2 separate regions of the Mus musculus genome follow, and region 2 is linked to region 1. The links are chromatin contacts, called in public promoter capture Hi-C maps. All regions are on one chromosome and are shown on one strand. The core of a region is the stretch at or near the end of the contact, and the rest is flanking DNA. Distances in the headings are between cores, read along the strand shown.

Region 1 (7,343 bases), core at 1,768-4,267:
TCATCACCATCTCTGTAGGATTGTGGGTACCAGGGTAGAGGACAACTTTGTGGAGTTGATTCTCTTTTCACCTTTTTGTCAGCTTGGGGGGTGGGGTGGGGATTGAAATCAAGTCATCAGGTTCACACTGAGCCATTACCCAGGCTGTTTTACATTCTAATAGTCTCTTTAATTGACCAAGGTTATCTCCCTGGCCACTCTTGTACTTGCTGTCTCTTCTCCCTGCAATGCCCCACCACTAGTTGTGGCATGACTGGCTTCTTGCTATTCATTACTCAGATGAGTGTCATTTTCTAAAGAGATTGCTGCCAACTGAATTGTGGTCCTACCTCAGAATCATGTGTTGAACCTATAACCCCCAATAGGTTAGTAACAATATTTGAAGATGAACCCTTTAAAGAAATTTAAGTTGTTTAAATTGTGAGGTTGGGTATGGTGGTGCACACCTTTTGATCCCAGCACTTGGGTGGCAGAGACAGGCAGATCCCTGAGTTTAAGACCAGCCAAAGCTAAGTAGAGAAACCCTGTCTCCAAACAAACAAACAAACAAACCCAACCAACCAACAAAACAAAAACAAAAAACAAAAAACCCAAATCACCACCAATTAAAAAAAAAAAAAAACCCAACAACCCAGCAACAACAAGGAAAAGAAGTAAAGGAGTTTCGGTTAACAACGAGGCTGTTGGAATCCTTATCCAATAAGGCTAGGTGCTGAGGACTCGTATATTGGACTAGAAGAGAAAGGAAAGGACAATCGGTAAACCTTGAGATGGCATAGTAAACAAAAGCATGGCATTGTTCATGGTTCTGCACTGTATTGAGAGTGTGCTAGAGAGTATCTTTGTCCTTGGGAAAAAAACACACACACACACATATATTTGTGTGTGTGTATATATATATGTGTGTGTGTGTGTATATATATATATATGTATACATATATATCTTATAAATATAAAAGGATTTACAACATGTATACATTCATACATACATATTTGTGCACAGAACATGAAAATATAGCAAAACAATGTAATTCTGGCAAAAAAAAAGATGAGACTTTACTATTCTTACACCTTGTGTGTATATGTGACCACTTACATACAGAAAAGCTATAGAAATTCTAGAAACTCTTGTTTATTGTTTTACATTACATTTAATCTGTCTTGTGTGTATTTTAACACTGTTCTAAGTACTTTAACTGTGAGACATCTACGAAGACACAAGGTTGACTGTCTCCTCCAGTGTCAAGAGTCGCAATTAAGGCAAAGACTGTCGTGTCTACTCCTTTTTCCCCAGACTTAAAATAGTGTGTAGCAGAAACTCTAGTTACTGTCCTTCAATATCAGCTAACAAAATACTGGGCACCTTCTAGGCATTGGAGTACAAAGCAGGGTACAAAATACTTTAAAAAACCACGCCTAGGGGCTGGAGATGTAGCTTTGTAAAGTGCCTGTCTAGCATGCACAAAACCCTTGGATTCCTAGCTCTGTACAAACAAATAGGGTGTATAAATTGGGTGTGGTGGTGCCCGCCTTTAATCCCATTACTCGGGAGATGAAGACAAGAGGAAAAGTTCAAGATCATTCTTAACTACACAGCCATTGTGCTCCCTCCCACCACAATGGGCGGCCGGGGTGAAGGGTATCAAAATCCAAGCCCAAAGCAGCTTATATCAGGCACTCAATTAGCCAGCCATCATATTTCACTTGGTCCTTTGCAACCTTGGAAGTGCGGACCACCCGGGTTTGGCAGAGAAGGATACTGAGGATTAAGTGCGGCTGAGATCATTGGGGTCATTAGTGGGCGTGGAGATTAGCGTTCTAACCCTGGTCTCAGCTGTGAATCGATTACACCTAAGCCATTCCCCCAATCAGCATCAAGTGCCGAGTGCGGGCGTAGAGGTACGATGCAGGTCAAGTCCGGAAAGGCGTTTGCGGAGTGCAGGCGCCTCGCGAAGGCCCTCGGTACAAATCGCGGGATTTTGGCGCGCTCTTTTTGTTGGCTGGGTGTTCTCGCCAGTGATTGGTTCCGGGCTGTCGCGGCGGCTGGGTCTACCTCGGCTGCAGAGAGGCGGCGCGGCTCTCCGCTGGCCTCCTGGGGGATGGGCCACCAGGAATCTCCGCTGACCAGAGCGGCGGCGGGAGGTGCAGCTTACATAAAGAGGTTACGTAAAGTGCTCAGCTGGCGTGAACTCGGGGACGGCCACGGGAACCTGGAAGCCGAGGCCTCCCCCGGGAGCGTTGCTGTCATCACAAGAGCAGCGCCGCGACGCGCTACACGCTCAGCCAGGCTCCCCGCCTCGCGCCCTACCCGGCTCTGCAGACAAGCCCGGCTCGGAACGGACCATCCTCCGGCGCGGGCTCCAAGGGGGAACCGGTTCGCCCGGAAGAGGAACAGCGCCGGCCAGGTAAGAGGGAGTGGAGGGAGGAAGGGAGGGCCGAAGCGGGAGCCCCGGCGCCCCACCGTAGTCCCGGGGGCGTCACCGGGGCCTCCGCCTGTCGTCCTCGGAAGCCGATCTTTTAGCCGGTTTCCCTTCGCCCGCTGTCCCCGGGGGTCTGGGTCGTCCCGCCGGGCTCTCCTGGGTTTGATTCACGGGACTGTTTACACCGGGAGAAGCCCGGGTAGGACGTGGGGAGGGGCCGTTGAGAGGGGGCTAAGCCCCAGGAAAGTTTAAGCCGGCCGTCTTCGATGGGGACGATCCCTACGGCTTTATTTATTTTTTCTGCTCCTGACGGATAAGTCGGCGAGAGGGGACGGTTTGCGCTTCGGTTTCCGGTCCTCCCTCGGTACTTCCCGGTGGTTCCGTCTTTCCCGCTTTCCTTTCCCTTCCCCCGTTCAATTCGAGACGGTGGCTCCTTCTTAAAGGGGCCGCGACCGGCGGCGGAGGTGGGACGCCGGACGCTTTAAGTTCCTCATCTACCCTTCTCGGCCCGGTGGGTTTTAACTTCTCCCTCTCGCCCTTAGATCACCATCCAAGGTCCCGCTCCTCCACATCTCGGGGCTAGACGGAGGGATGAGGCAAGGGGGGCCCGGGCGGCGCCGTTGCTGCTCCCCCCGCCCCCCGCAGCCATGGAAACGGGGAAAGAGAACGGAGCCCGCAGAGGGACAAAAAGCCCGGAGCGGAAAAGGCGAAGCCCAGTCCAGCGGGTACTGTGCGAGAAGCTGAGGCCGGCGGCCCAGGCCATGGATCCGGCTGGGGCCGAGGTCCCGGGCGAGGCCTTCCTGGCCCGGCGGCGGCCGGATGGCGGCGGCGGGGATGTTCCTGCACGGCCGCGCTACAGCCTCTTGGCGGAGATCGGGCGCGGCAGCTACGGCGTGGTTTATGAGGCTGTGGCTGGGCGCAGTGGGGCCAGGGTGGCAGTCAAGAAGATCCGCTGCGACGCTCCCGAGAACGTGGAGTTGGCACTAGCAGAATTCTGGGCCCTCACCAGTCTCAAGCGGCGGCACCAGAATATCGTGCAGTTTGAGGAGTGCGTCCTACAGCGCAACGGGTTAGCCCAGCGCATGAGTCACGGCAACAAGAACTCACAGCTTTACCTGCGCCTGGTGGAGACCTCGCTCAAAGGTAGACTACAGCCGGCAGTCCTGCCCTCTCCTGGACCCCCTTGTTCTCAGAACCACTCAGTTCTAATAACTGTCTCTGGCTCGCTAAGGTCCTTGACCCGGCTTTGGGACCTTCTTTCTTGCTAGGAAATCAGTCTGTTCCCCAGCCGTTAGCTGACATTCCCTAACAAGCTCACCAAGTGCTAACCTTGATCTTTTTAAGTACTCACTCAGTAGGTGTGAGCCATAATTACAAGCCTAGCATTTTAAAAGATGGATGAAGAGTAGTCCTGGTGGGATTCAAAGTAGTTGGTAGAACTGCAGAAGCCCCCTCATGCCTCTTTCTCATCAGAACCTAGAGGGGAAAAAAAGTAGCAGACCCACCCATGCCATTCTCCTTTCCTGATTTCTAGTTTCTTCCAATTCTGTTCCCAAACCTTGTCTTCAAGTGTGAGGTTTCCTCCGAGAACCCCAACCCTTCACCCGAGAGCAGACAATCATTCAGTTGGTTCTTGGTTTAGTCCCTGAGGGCACCACAGGTTAATAACTCACGCACCCAGTAATAACCCCCTCAGGTGGGCCAAGAGCTGTCGCATAACAAAACAGGTTGCAGCTTTCCCTGCCCTGTTACAATCTCAGTTGTTTTCATAACCCCTGGGGCTGTCTGAGCAGTGATTGTTGCAGAACCATGGGGCTCCAGGAGGCCAAACACCTTGCCTTCCTGTGTAAACTAGAGAAGAGGCAGTGGGCTGCAAGTGTCTTGAGTTCCTGGGGCAGGGGGTAGGGCGAGGGAAATTGGACAGTCGCAATCCCAGCTATATAATCTGAGCGCTACGATTTGGATAATATCTGTAACAGTAAATTAAGCTTCTGCTCTATAAATAGAGGAACTCAGCCTAGTGGGCACAAACACAGCTCGATTAAGGTTAATCAGCTTGAAAGAGTGGGACTCCGGCCTCCAAATTCCTGTGTCCTTGAAGTATTTGTAAGCCAGCATGGCCCTCACAGATCTTTGCAGATATATTGCTGCCTTCCTTCCCTATCTGAGGTTGAATTTAGCAGACTGGGTGGGATTTAGGGCTAGATTTCCTAAAGTCTTTTTGGAGCACCTGTCAGATTTTATTGTAAGGTCCCAGGAGAACTCCTTGCAGAGTTTTAAAGTCATTTAACAGTGGATTGGATAGTGTGATGGAATTCTCTGGGGGCCTTTCCCATCCTGCTTGTCATCATTTCCAGGAGGGTGGATCCTTGAAGATTTCCTAGGTAGCACCTTCTACTTTGCCTTCAGTCTCATCAGTTACTTTCTTAGTTCTTTTACACACCGATTACTTGAGTACAAATGAATGAAACATGCTTAGCAAATGTTTGGTTGATATTTCAATAACTGCCTTGGGCTGTGTGAATTTGCATTGCCAAACAGTATCTTCTAACCTCAGTTCATTGATGTTGCCAGCTTGAAACTGGAACTTAAGCTAGCAGTCCTTGTTAATTCTTCCAATACACAAATACTTTAAAACTTTCTTCACAGACAGCATTTTAAAAAGAATTTTACAGTAAATAGTGGCAGAGTAGCAAGTGTTTAACTCCCTGGAGTTTGGGACTTACATGCAGTCGTTGCTTGTTCTGAGCTAACATGGCAAGTTGACAACCCACAGGGAGTGTGTGTGCCTTTATCCTACGATGGGGATCTCTGCCAAGAGGTTGTACATGTTGGGAACGTCGGTAATCTATAAAGAATCCACTGCCTCATTACGTTCAGACTACTTTCTGAATTTCTTCCATCTTCATCTTCTTAGAGATTTGGGTTCTTACTGTAGTTTCCCAAACTTTGACTATGGAACACATTGCCTGTGTGGCCGGAATAGTAGGTTGAAAGCTACCCTAGTTTTTTCATCCCCCCTTTGTGTGCTAAAACTAGTGAATTTTTTCCCCTGTGGGCCACATACTTAATATTCCCTGTTTTAATTCAGAGTCTTAATATGTATTGCCTCTACTCTAGAAAATGACAGCTAAGCTTACATGTCATACGTCTGCTTAGTGGATAATACATACATAGCTTGCTAGCATTAAAGTGGAAAACAGAGACTCAAATTTCTCCAGGGTACGTTTTCTTGACTTAAGTATCCAAGTCTTGATCGGGCCCTGAGTTTATAGCATGCTATTGATGTCCAGCGATACCAAAGCTTTCCTTAACCCCAAAGTCCTTTGCAACCATACTCTGCCCTGTTCCTTGTAATTCAGAGTGATTCACTGCATGCCTCTGGTAGTATTGGAATGGGAAAAAAGGAAACAAAACACATTATGGCTATTGAAAAGTTTAAAGGCATAAATAGTGATTAGGGTCACTGTCCAGGGTGACAGGTTAGCTCATTACCAGAGGGTTGGAGAGAGATTTAAGAGAAGAAGAGAATGGTTAGAAAGAAGGTGATCTTGAGAGGACAGTGCCTGACGACAGTTACCTCCTCCTCACCTCAGCTTCTAGTGAATATGCAGAAAGCAGTTTTAGGGTTTACTGAAATAACTTGATATACAAACAAGTATCCAAAATACATTTTTGTTGATCTGAAGCATTTTTATTTTTAAATCATCATCATCCAAGTTCCTTTACATCCTCTAACCTTCATCACTAGCATTTATCAGTCTCTCTTTTTTTTCCAAAATACATTTTAAAAAAGAACACAAAACTATGTTCTTGATCATATCCCCAGTCCATTAGCATCTGTGCATCAAATTCATCTTTTCTGCCCTCAGAAGTCCAGTGTGGTCCTGTCTCTCTCTTTTTATTTTTTTTTTAATTTTTTTTTGGGTTTTTTGAGACAGGGTTTCTCTGTGTAGCCTTGGTTGTCCTGGAACTCACTCTGTAGACCAGGCTGGCCTTGAGCTCAGAAATTCGCCTGCCTCTGCCTCTCAAGTGCTGGGATTAAAGTCGTGTGCCACCATGCCTGGCTGGTCCTGTCTCATAACAATGTGGGGCCAATATCATGGGGGATACGGTCTCACGTAGCTCAGGCTATTACACAGCCCAAGATGACTTTGAACTAAGGATTCTCTGCCTTGAGAACTTTAGCCCCAATCTATCATGCTTGGTTTATGTGCTGTTGAGAATTAAACCTAGGGCTCTGTATGTGCTAGGCAAACACTTTCCCAACAGGGTTCTGTCCGCAGCCCTTAGTCTGTATTTCACAAAGAGAGAAATAGGAGCTCTGGAAGGAGACAGGACTTGCCCCAAATGAAATACTGGCACAACACTAACTAGCTCTAGAGCTTAAAACAAAGCCTACAAATTAGCTTGATGTCTTCAACTTAAAGTCCTTCAAGGAAAAGGGGAATTAAGGTATCAACAGTTGCTTTTGCCACCTTGTTTTCCATCCCTAAAAGCCCCTTTCCTGAATGTACCCAAGACAAAGTCTAAGGTCATTACCACTTAGAAAATAGCAAGCACTCAGAAATTTGTTGCCCTAGTCTAAATCTTTCTGACAAAAAGATTGACCTTTATGTACCCCAAACACATGAATTCTGGGTTAGCTCTCATAAAGCTAGAAATGTGGAAAAGCTGGGAGACGGGCTTAACTTGATGGTGAGCCCTGATGTTACTCAGGGTGTTTGCATAGCTCCAGATGGGCTTGACCTGGGCTCTTCCCTGCATACCCATGCTGCTGTGAGTCAGCACATGCCTGTGCTGCTGTGAGCCAGGATGCCACTTAAGAGGCTTTGCAGGCTTTCCTTCCTAAGAGGGGACACCTAAGCGATTATGCTGCAAGGTCGCAAGTGGTGGCATCCTATTAAACAGGTTCTGGTTGAG
Region 2 (7,343 bases), core at 2,498-4,997, 1.1 Mb after region 1:
ATAGCTTACTATCTATGTGTATATTTGATTTTATGATCATACTGAATTCTTTATTCCTTTCTCTTCCTTCCTTTCCTCCTTCCTTTTCTTTCTTTCTTTCTTTCTTTCTTTCTTTCTTTCTTTCTTTCTTTCTTTTCTTTCTCTCTTTCTTTCTCTTTTTCTTTCTTTCTTTCTTTCTTTCTTTCTCTCTCTCTCTCTCTCTCTCTCTCTCTCTCTCTCTCTCTCTCTCTCTCTCTCTCCCTCTCTCTCTTTCTTCCTTTCTCTTTCTCTCTTTTGAGACAGGATCTTCTTCTACATAGCCCTGACTGGCCAGGAACTCACTTTGTATGCCAGGCTGGCTTTGAACTCAGAGATCCACCTACCCCTGCCTCCCAAGTGCTGGGATTGAAAGAGCATGTGTTACTACCCCTAGGTGAGTATTTTTGTTTGTTTTAAATTTATTACTGTGTGTGCTCATGTTATGGGATGAGTATGGAGGTCTGAAGACAATGTTGTGGAGTCAGCTCTCTCCTTCTACCTTTATACAGGTTTCAGGGGTTGAACTTAAGTTGCCAGCTTTACACGGCAAGCATCTTTACCCACTGAGCCAACCCTTTCTGGTTTTTGTTTTTTTTTTTTTTATTAAAAATCTTTTAAATAGGATCTGTCTATTATGTATCTCTGATTTGTCCTGGAACTTACTCTGTAGACCAGGCTGGCCTCACAAAGATCCACCTGCCTCTGCCTCCCCAGTGCTGGGACTGGAGTCATGTACCACCATGAGTAGTCTCACCAGCCCTTTCTTGATGAATTCTTAATTGGGTCTACATCACTAGACCTCTTGTCCTTGTTGAAAGTGAGTTACAGGATATGTTAGTTTTTTGTTGTGTAACCAGTCATTCCCATTACTGGCTTAAACAAGTACTCTTACTTATTTTGCTCATATACTAGTAACTTGTGTTTGGCAGGGAGTCCTTGTCTTGGCTACTTGATTATCTGGTACTCAAGTGAGACGTCTTGAGTGGCTGTAGATTAGAAAGGTTGGAGCATAGCTACCTTCTAGTATGGCAATTTCAGAAAAGTGGAATTCTTTGATGGCCCCTGGCTTTCCCCAGAGCAAGTGTTCCGAGACAGCTGGAAAGAATCGTCAAGATTTTGTGTGACCCAGGAATCTCAGACTGGAAAATCCCAGAAAGGCTTCCTCTCTTCATGGCAGGAGACAGTGTTAGCCTCTTTTGTGCTTCTGTGAGCAAAATGCCCTGGCAAAAGCAACTTAAGGGAAGAAGTATCTATTTTGGCTCTTGTTAACAGAAGGATTTCAGTCTCTCACACAGGGAAGGCGTGGCAGAGTTCCCAGCTGTCTGTGGCAGAGAGACGCATGGAGTGGAGGATGGCTTACATGGTAGCAATACAGAATAAGGGAAAGCAAGGAGAACCAGAGGCAGGAGCACGCTCCAAGGCAGCGCAGCCCACAGGCTTCCAAACAGTGCCAGAAGCAGGGAGCTAAGGGTAAAACAGGAGCGGGGGCCGTGGGGAGAGGGGGAGAGGCGGGCACGGGGATAGGTGAGATTCAATAGGAGACGTTGTAACTGTGTAGTCTACCACATGACCATGGTAGGTCCATGTCTCCTGCTTCCTTCTTTCATCATATACAGCCGTATGTAGAACACAGTAGAGGAGAAAGAGAAAAGACAAAGAAATGAACAAATGTGAAGACTGGAATCTGGTTTGGAGCCCTGGGATAGCTGGGGTGAGGCTGCTGTGTATGCAGTTCAGCTCTACCAGGCCTTCAGGGGATGCAGAGTGAGCAAGGTCAGGGCCTGCGCTGGACACTGGTGTCTGACTATGGGTGCACTCCAATTCTCTACTCCCAGGTTAATCAGAGAGGTTTCATACATGTATGTGAGGTTTTCTTTGTTTTCCAGGACCAGGTGCCCAAACTCTCAAGTACCTGCATAAGTATACTCTGCACAGCCCAAGATTATGAGGCAAAGTTCTGATTAGCCTCTCTAAAGCAGGCTGAAACATTGCTTGAAAGAGCAATGGGCCTCTCACTGGATGAGACACAGGAAAGATTTGTTCCTATTTAGATAATGTAGACTTGATGAGAAATCTTGCTTGTCAACTTGACTGTATCTGGGATCAACAACAACACAAGCACATAGGCATTCTTGGGAAGAACTGGTTTTTCTTTTTAAGACTAGGATTCTCTATGTAGCCCTGGCTGTTCTGGAATTCACTCTGTAGACCAGGCTGGCCTCACAGAGATCCACCTGCCTCTGCCTCTCAAGTGCTGGGATTAAAGGTGTGGGCCACCATTTCTTGGGCATGAAGAATTGTCTTAATCAGATTACCTGAAGCAGGAAGACTCATTCTAAATCTGTGTAGCACTTTCTCATGGCAGATAAGAGGACAGAGAAGAAGAAACTTTGCTTTCTGTCTGCTTGTTCTTATTCTTGGAGGGAAGGTCATCTATCAAGTTTCTGCAGCGTTACCTCACTGATATTAGAACTGACTTCTTTGGATCAGCAGTGAGATCTCCAGGAATCTTTTAGGACTCCAGCACCGAATTGGGACTGTGGAGTCCAGTCTTGTGGATCAAGCACCTTTCTAGGGTGGGACAGCCATTGTTGAACTACTTGGACTGCATCCTGTAAGCCAACTAAATAGATCTCTATCTATCTATCTATCTATCTATCTATTCTTTTAGTGGAACAACTCAGATGGCTAAAACAACCCATATGGCTTCTTCACTCAGTGACTGTTCTTCCAGCTATAAGCTTACCAGATTCATTTGCCTGGGACCTTTTCTCTCCATATGACCTCTGTATGAATCTTTCCAAGGTGGAAGAGCAGGAGAATCCCAGGACAACAAATAAACAAATACCTCCCAAACCAGACCAAGCAACAAAAGAAACAAAAAATAAGATCAGAGCTGGAACTGACACGTTATCTCTTTACCATATCCTTCTATCGGTTTAATATAGTCAAGGTCCAGCGTACATTCCAGGGTAGTGGCCCATACAAGGTTATGCTATTGGGAAGTATGTATCATTGGGAGTAGGAGAGGCACTGGCGTTAGCAAGAAGGGTGTGCAAGCTGAGAGCGCTCCCGGTAATTCTGGGCTGTTCTTTCTTCAGAGAATATGGATAGGTCGTGGGGTACAAGATAATGCTAAACTTCTCCTGCAGAATTTAAGGTACACATAGACATGGTCTGCCACTGGTTCAATCCGCTCGCTATCAAGGAAAGCCTGGCTGTGTGTGCATTCAGTCAGTTACACATCTATTCATATGCAGGTGCTTAATTAACACACGTGCCATTTTGTTATCCCTAGTTTAGAAACGCGAATGCAGTAAGTACTACTTCTTCAGGTCTCAGCTAGCAACACACGACATCATTAGCCTTTTGGGTCCGGTTTCTCACCAAAATGGAGTTGGGGTTATAAGCTGAGCTTTGGAGGCGTCCAAAGGGTAACACTTACCACAGTCAGCTTGTCTAGCAGAGCCAGGCAGCCACTGTAAGGAGGTACTGGCTAACTCGTCGTAGCGCGGTGCGGAAAGCAAAGAGCCTCCGTAGACTAGGCGATGTTCATCCGCGCTAAGACCCTGGCATTGAGCAGGTCTACATGCTGGGCACGCCGGAAGACCACGGCCCTGGTCCCGCCCCCGCGCATGCCAGCCCCGCCCCTGCCCGACGCACAGCGGGAGCCCCGCCTTGGATATGGACCCGCCGGGCCACCGTCGCCCGGCCCCGCCTAGCACGGCCAGGCGAAGGGGAGCCGGCGTGCGGGGTGTGTATGTGTTCGCTGGGCGCCGGCTCAGCCCCAGGAAGATGGTGGCGGTGGCGGCGGCGGCGGCGACTGAGGCGCGGCTGAGGGGGAGCACGACGGCGACAGCAGCGCCTGCGGGCAGGAAGGGCAGGCAGCACCGACCCTGCACCGCGACAGGGGCCTGGAGGCCGGGACCGCGCGCCCGGCTGTGTCTACCGCGGGTGCTGTCGCGGGCGCTGCCCCCGCCGCCGCTGCTGCCGCTGCTCTTTTCGCTGCTGCTGCTGCCGCTGCCCCGGGAGGCCGAGGCCGCTGCGGTGGCGGCGGCGGTGTCGGGCTCGGCCGCAGCCGAGGCCAAGGAATGTGACCGGCCGTGTGTCAACGGCGGCCGCTGCAACCCTGGCACCGGCCAGTGCGTCTGCCCCACGGGCTGGGTGGGCGAGCAATGCCAGCACTGCGGGGGCCGCTTCAGGTGAGTGCGGGTGGGGAGTGCAGGCCCAGCCTGATGTTCCAGGCCCAAGGCAGGTGCAGGGCTTGAAATCGCGAGGGTAGAATTTGCCCCACTGTGTTTGATGATGGCTTGCCTCCTGGAGGGATGTTCATTTGGTGGCCTTCGGGTCTGCCTGTGGTGGAAGATTGAGAAGGAACGGGAACACTCGGGAGGCATTTGTTGCTGTGGGTTAGATGTGGGTCCTGAAGAGTATAAAAGCCCACCTCGAAAACGGGCTTATTTAGGATAAATGAGGTATCAAGGAAACGGTGAGTGAGTGAGTTCTTCAGCACTTGCCTTTGACCAGCCCAAGAGATTGGAGATATGTGTGTCTGGAAGAAGTACAGCCGAGGAAGTGACATGTTGGGTGAAAATAGAAGGTAAGGCTGGGTTGTAAGATTTCAGGGATAAAAGTACCATTGGTTGTTGTTCCAAGGAAAGTGAAGAAACTAGTTTTTGGATCCTCACTGTTGGCCTATTGGAACGGGGTTGTCTAGAGAGGAGAATCCTATTAGCCCTAGATTCTCCACAACATGCAGTTGGCTTGGTTTGGGGCAGAACCTCTTGGAGAGATCACTTTTTAATTAGCTTTTATCTATTATTTGCTTCTGTTGTGAGAGAATTTTTGGATAATGCACACAGGTAGATCCATCATCCAGAGTTTGATGTGGTCCACAAGAAGTTAGGAACACAGCAAGGGGAAGTTATAAGACCTACAGTGTCATCCATATCTCAGGCAGATATTTGTTGACTGGGTTCCCCATTTGACGTGGGAAAGTGAGGGAATGTGAACGTGGCGTAGGATTGATTCTTGCTCCAATTGATCTTATGTTCTAGTGAGGGCTGACAGGCAGTCAACACGTAACTAGGCAAAAGGAATGAGCAGGATAATTTCAGATAGTGGTAAATGCTAAAAGCAAAATACAAACAGGTGGTCGGTCTTCCAGGATTCCGATAAGTGGTGACATTAGAAGCCACCCATTTGAGTGTCATTTGATCTGAGTGAGGCCTGAACCTGGCATAAGAGAACCTGTGGAAATGAAGGGGCAGAGAGTGTGTGACTGGCTAGCAGTAAGCAGAGAAGTCTCGGAGGAGGAGGAGGAGGAGGTGACATTGAATTTGAGCATGTGAGGTTAAGTAGGATTTGCAAGCGTGAAGTTGGGGAGAAGAATTCCAAATGGAAAAAAAAAGCTGCAGACATAGTGGTAGAGTCCAGAAGGTGGAGTTTTGCCAGTGCCCCTGTAGTAGAAGAGAGTTGTAAGGGAGAAGCTTGGAATGTTAAAGTAATAGATCTCTGTTAGATCTTCTAGGGGACTCAGAGATCAGTGGCAAGATGAACTCTTAAGTTTTACAATGGAGAAACCAAGGAACCTCAGCACCAGTGTTTCGGGGGTTGGTCTAATAGTTTAGCGTGTTGTGATTTTAGGCTTCGAGATACAGTGGTAAACAAGTTGTATGTAATTTTATTCTTGTAGAACTTAACTTTTCGTTTGGGAGTAAAAAATACCATAATGGAGCTGGAGAGCTGGCTCAGTGGTTAAGAGTACTTGTTGCTCTTGCAGAGGACTGGGGTTAGGTTCCCAGCACCTACATGGTGGCTCATGATCATTTATGACTCTAGTTCCAGGGGATGTCATGCCTTCTTCTGACTTCAGGCACCAGGCACACATGCAGGCAAAACACTTACACAGGAAATAAAAATAAATATTTTTAATTTGGAACTTACTGTGTAGGCCAGGCTGGCCTCAAACTCACAGAGATCAGCCTGCCTCTGCCTCCCAAGACCTGGGATTAAAGGCATGTGACATCCTGCCCCCTTAGTCCCCCCAATAAATAATTCTTTAAAATTATTTAATTTTAAATCCAGTAATCAATATATTGTAATTTTGCATGATTGTGGAGGTGAGGGCAGCGGTAGAAGCCAGCTCCTTTCAGAGTGAGACTAAGATTCATCTTTCTGTTGAGATACTCCTGAGGGGCAGGATGGGGGATGAGTGACATCAAGACAGGTTAGAGGGGAGATCCAGTGTCCATAGCAGAGAGAGCAAAAGGGACCAAGACTGCAGAGAGAGGTCGGTGCAGTGCTATGCCACATAGAGGTAGGAAGTGGATTTAGGATTTGACCTTTCACCAAAGAGCAATGGGATGCAACAGGTCACTCTGTTTTCATGAAATTGTAGACTTAGAGACGGGAACCAGAAAGGGAATAGCCTTAAAGGTCAGTTGACTTTAGATGCTTCCAAGATCAGGGGGATTGATGGAGGGACCTTCAAATTCTGAAAACCTGGGCTACAGGCATGAGATGTTATGGGCAGTTGATAGAGACTGTTGGTGTAGGTCAGAGCCAGACACCACTGCTGCTAGTAGAGACGAGGTAGATATTGTGTGGGAGTATAGAGATAAAATGGTTAGGTCTCTCTTTCAGATCGGTTTGTTCTTGGACATGTGAACACGATAGTGAGGAGAAAAGGCTAGCTCTTACTTTGGGTGATTGAGAGGCAATATTTACAAGGCACAGGGACATAGGTAGGACTAGGCTGAGATAAGCTTAGATTTATACACAGAGTTTGGGGAGTTTTCAAGGTATGTGCCTGGCACATGTTCCTTGTTGGTTGAGGTTATTTACCTGTAAGAGGGCTTGCCAGGGAGAGAAAGAGATCTGAGTGTCCACATGAATAGTTCAGAGAAGAGCCTTTTAAAACAGGACAGGCACTCCTGATAGTGCCTCAGCTACTCTCATATGTAAGTGACTGTCACAGACATTCCCTTTGAGCTTGTGCTCATTAAGGCTCAATTAAGACTGCCTCTGACAATACTATTATAGTAAGTGGCTTCTAGAATTGTTAAAATAATAAAAGGCCAGGAGTTGTAGCACACACCTATAATCTCAGAACTTTGGAGGTCAGGAATTCAAAGTCAACCTTGGGTGACATAGCAAGTTTGTGACCATTCTGATCTTTATGAGTCTATCTTAAAAAATAAAAAAATTAAAAATGAATAAAAAAATAAAAATAAAAAATAGGGCTTGAGAGTTGGTTCAATGGTTCTGAGTCCTGGTTGGTGGCCTCTTCTGCTCCATGGATGCTATGCAATGTGTAGTGCACA

What was found. Promoter capture Hi-C pulls out the DNA fragments that hold promoters and counts their contacts.
Region 2: a contact with region 1 is called in a promoter capture Hi-C map of pre-B cells, with 2.6 times the contacts expected there. The contact joins the promoter of Atrn here to the promoter of Stk35os1 in region 1. A contact is called at or near these places in 1 of 39 promoter capture datasets (pre-B cells), 1 of 484 Hi-C or Micro-C datasets (CD4 T cells) and 1 of 115 datasets of contacts at active chromatin or transcription factors (thymic regulatory T cells).

Annotation. Positions count from the first base shown.
Region 1 is chr2:129,798,442-129,805,784 of GRCm38.p6, forward strand. It overlaps Stk35os1 (serine/threonine kinase 35, opposite strand 1), which reads right to left and starts at 3,018. Exons shown (of 1, transcript NR_029452.1): 1 at 1-3,018. It overlaps Stk35 (serine/threonine kinase 35), which reads left to right and starts at 2,076. Exons shown (of 4, transcript NM_183262.3): 1 at 2,076-2,405; 2 at 2,963-3,563. The coding sequence starts at 2,100.
Region 2 is chr2:130,902,748-130,910,090 of GRCm38.p6, forward strand. It overlaps Atrn (attractin), which reads left to right and starts at 3,748. Exons shown (of 29, transcript NM_009730.3): 1 at 3,748-4,220. The coding sequence starts at 3,814. A730017L22Rik (RIKEN cDNA A730017L22 gene) reads right to left here and starts at 3,649. Exons shown (of 3, transcript NR_015523.2): 1 at 3,464-3,649.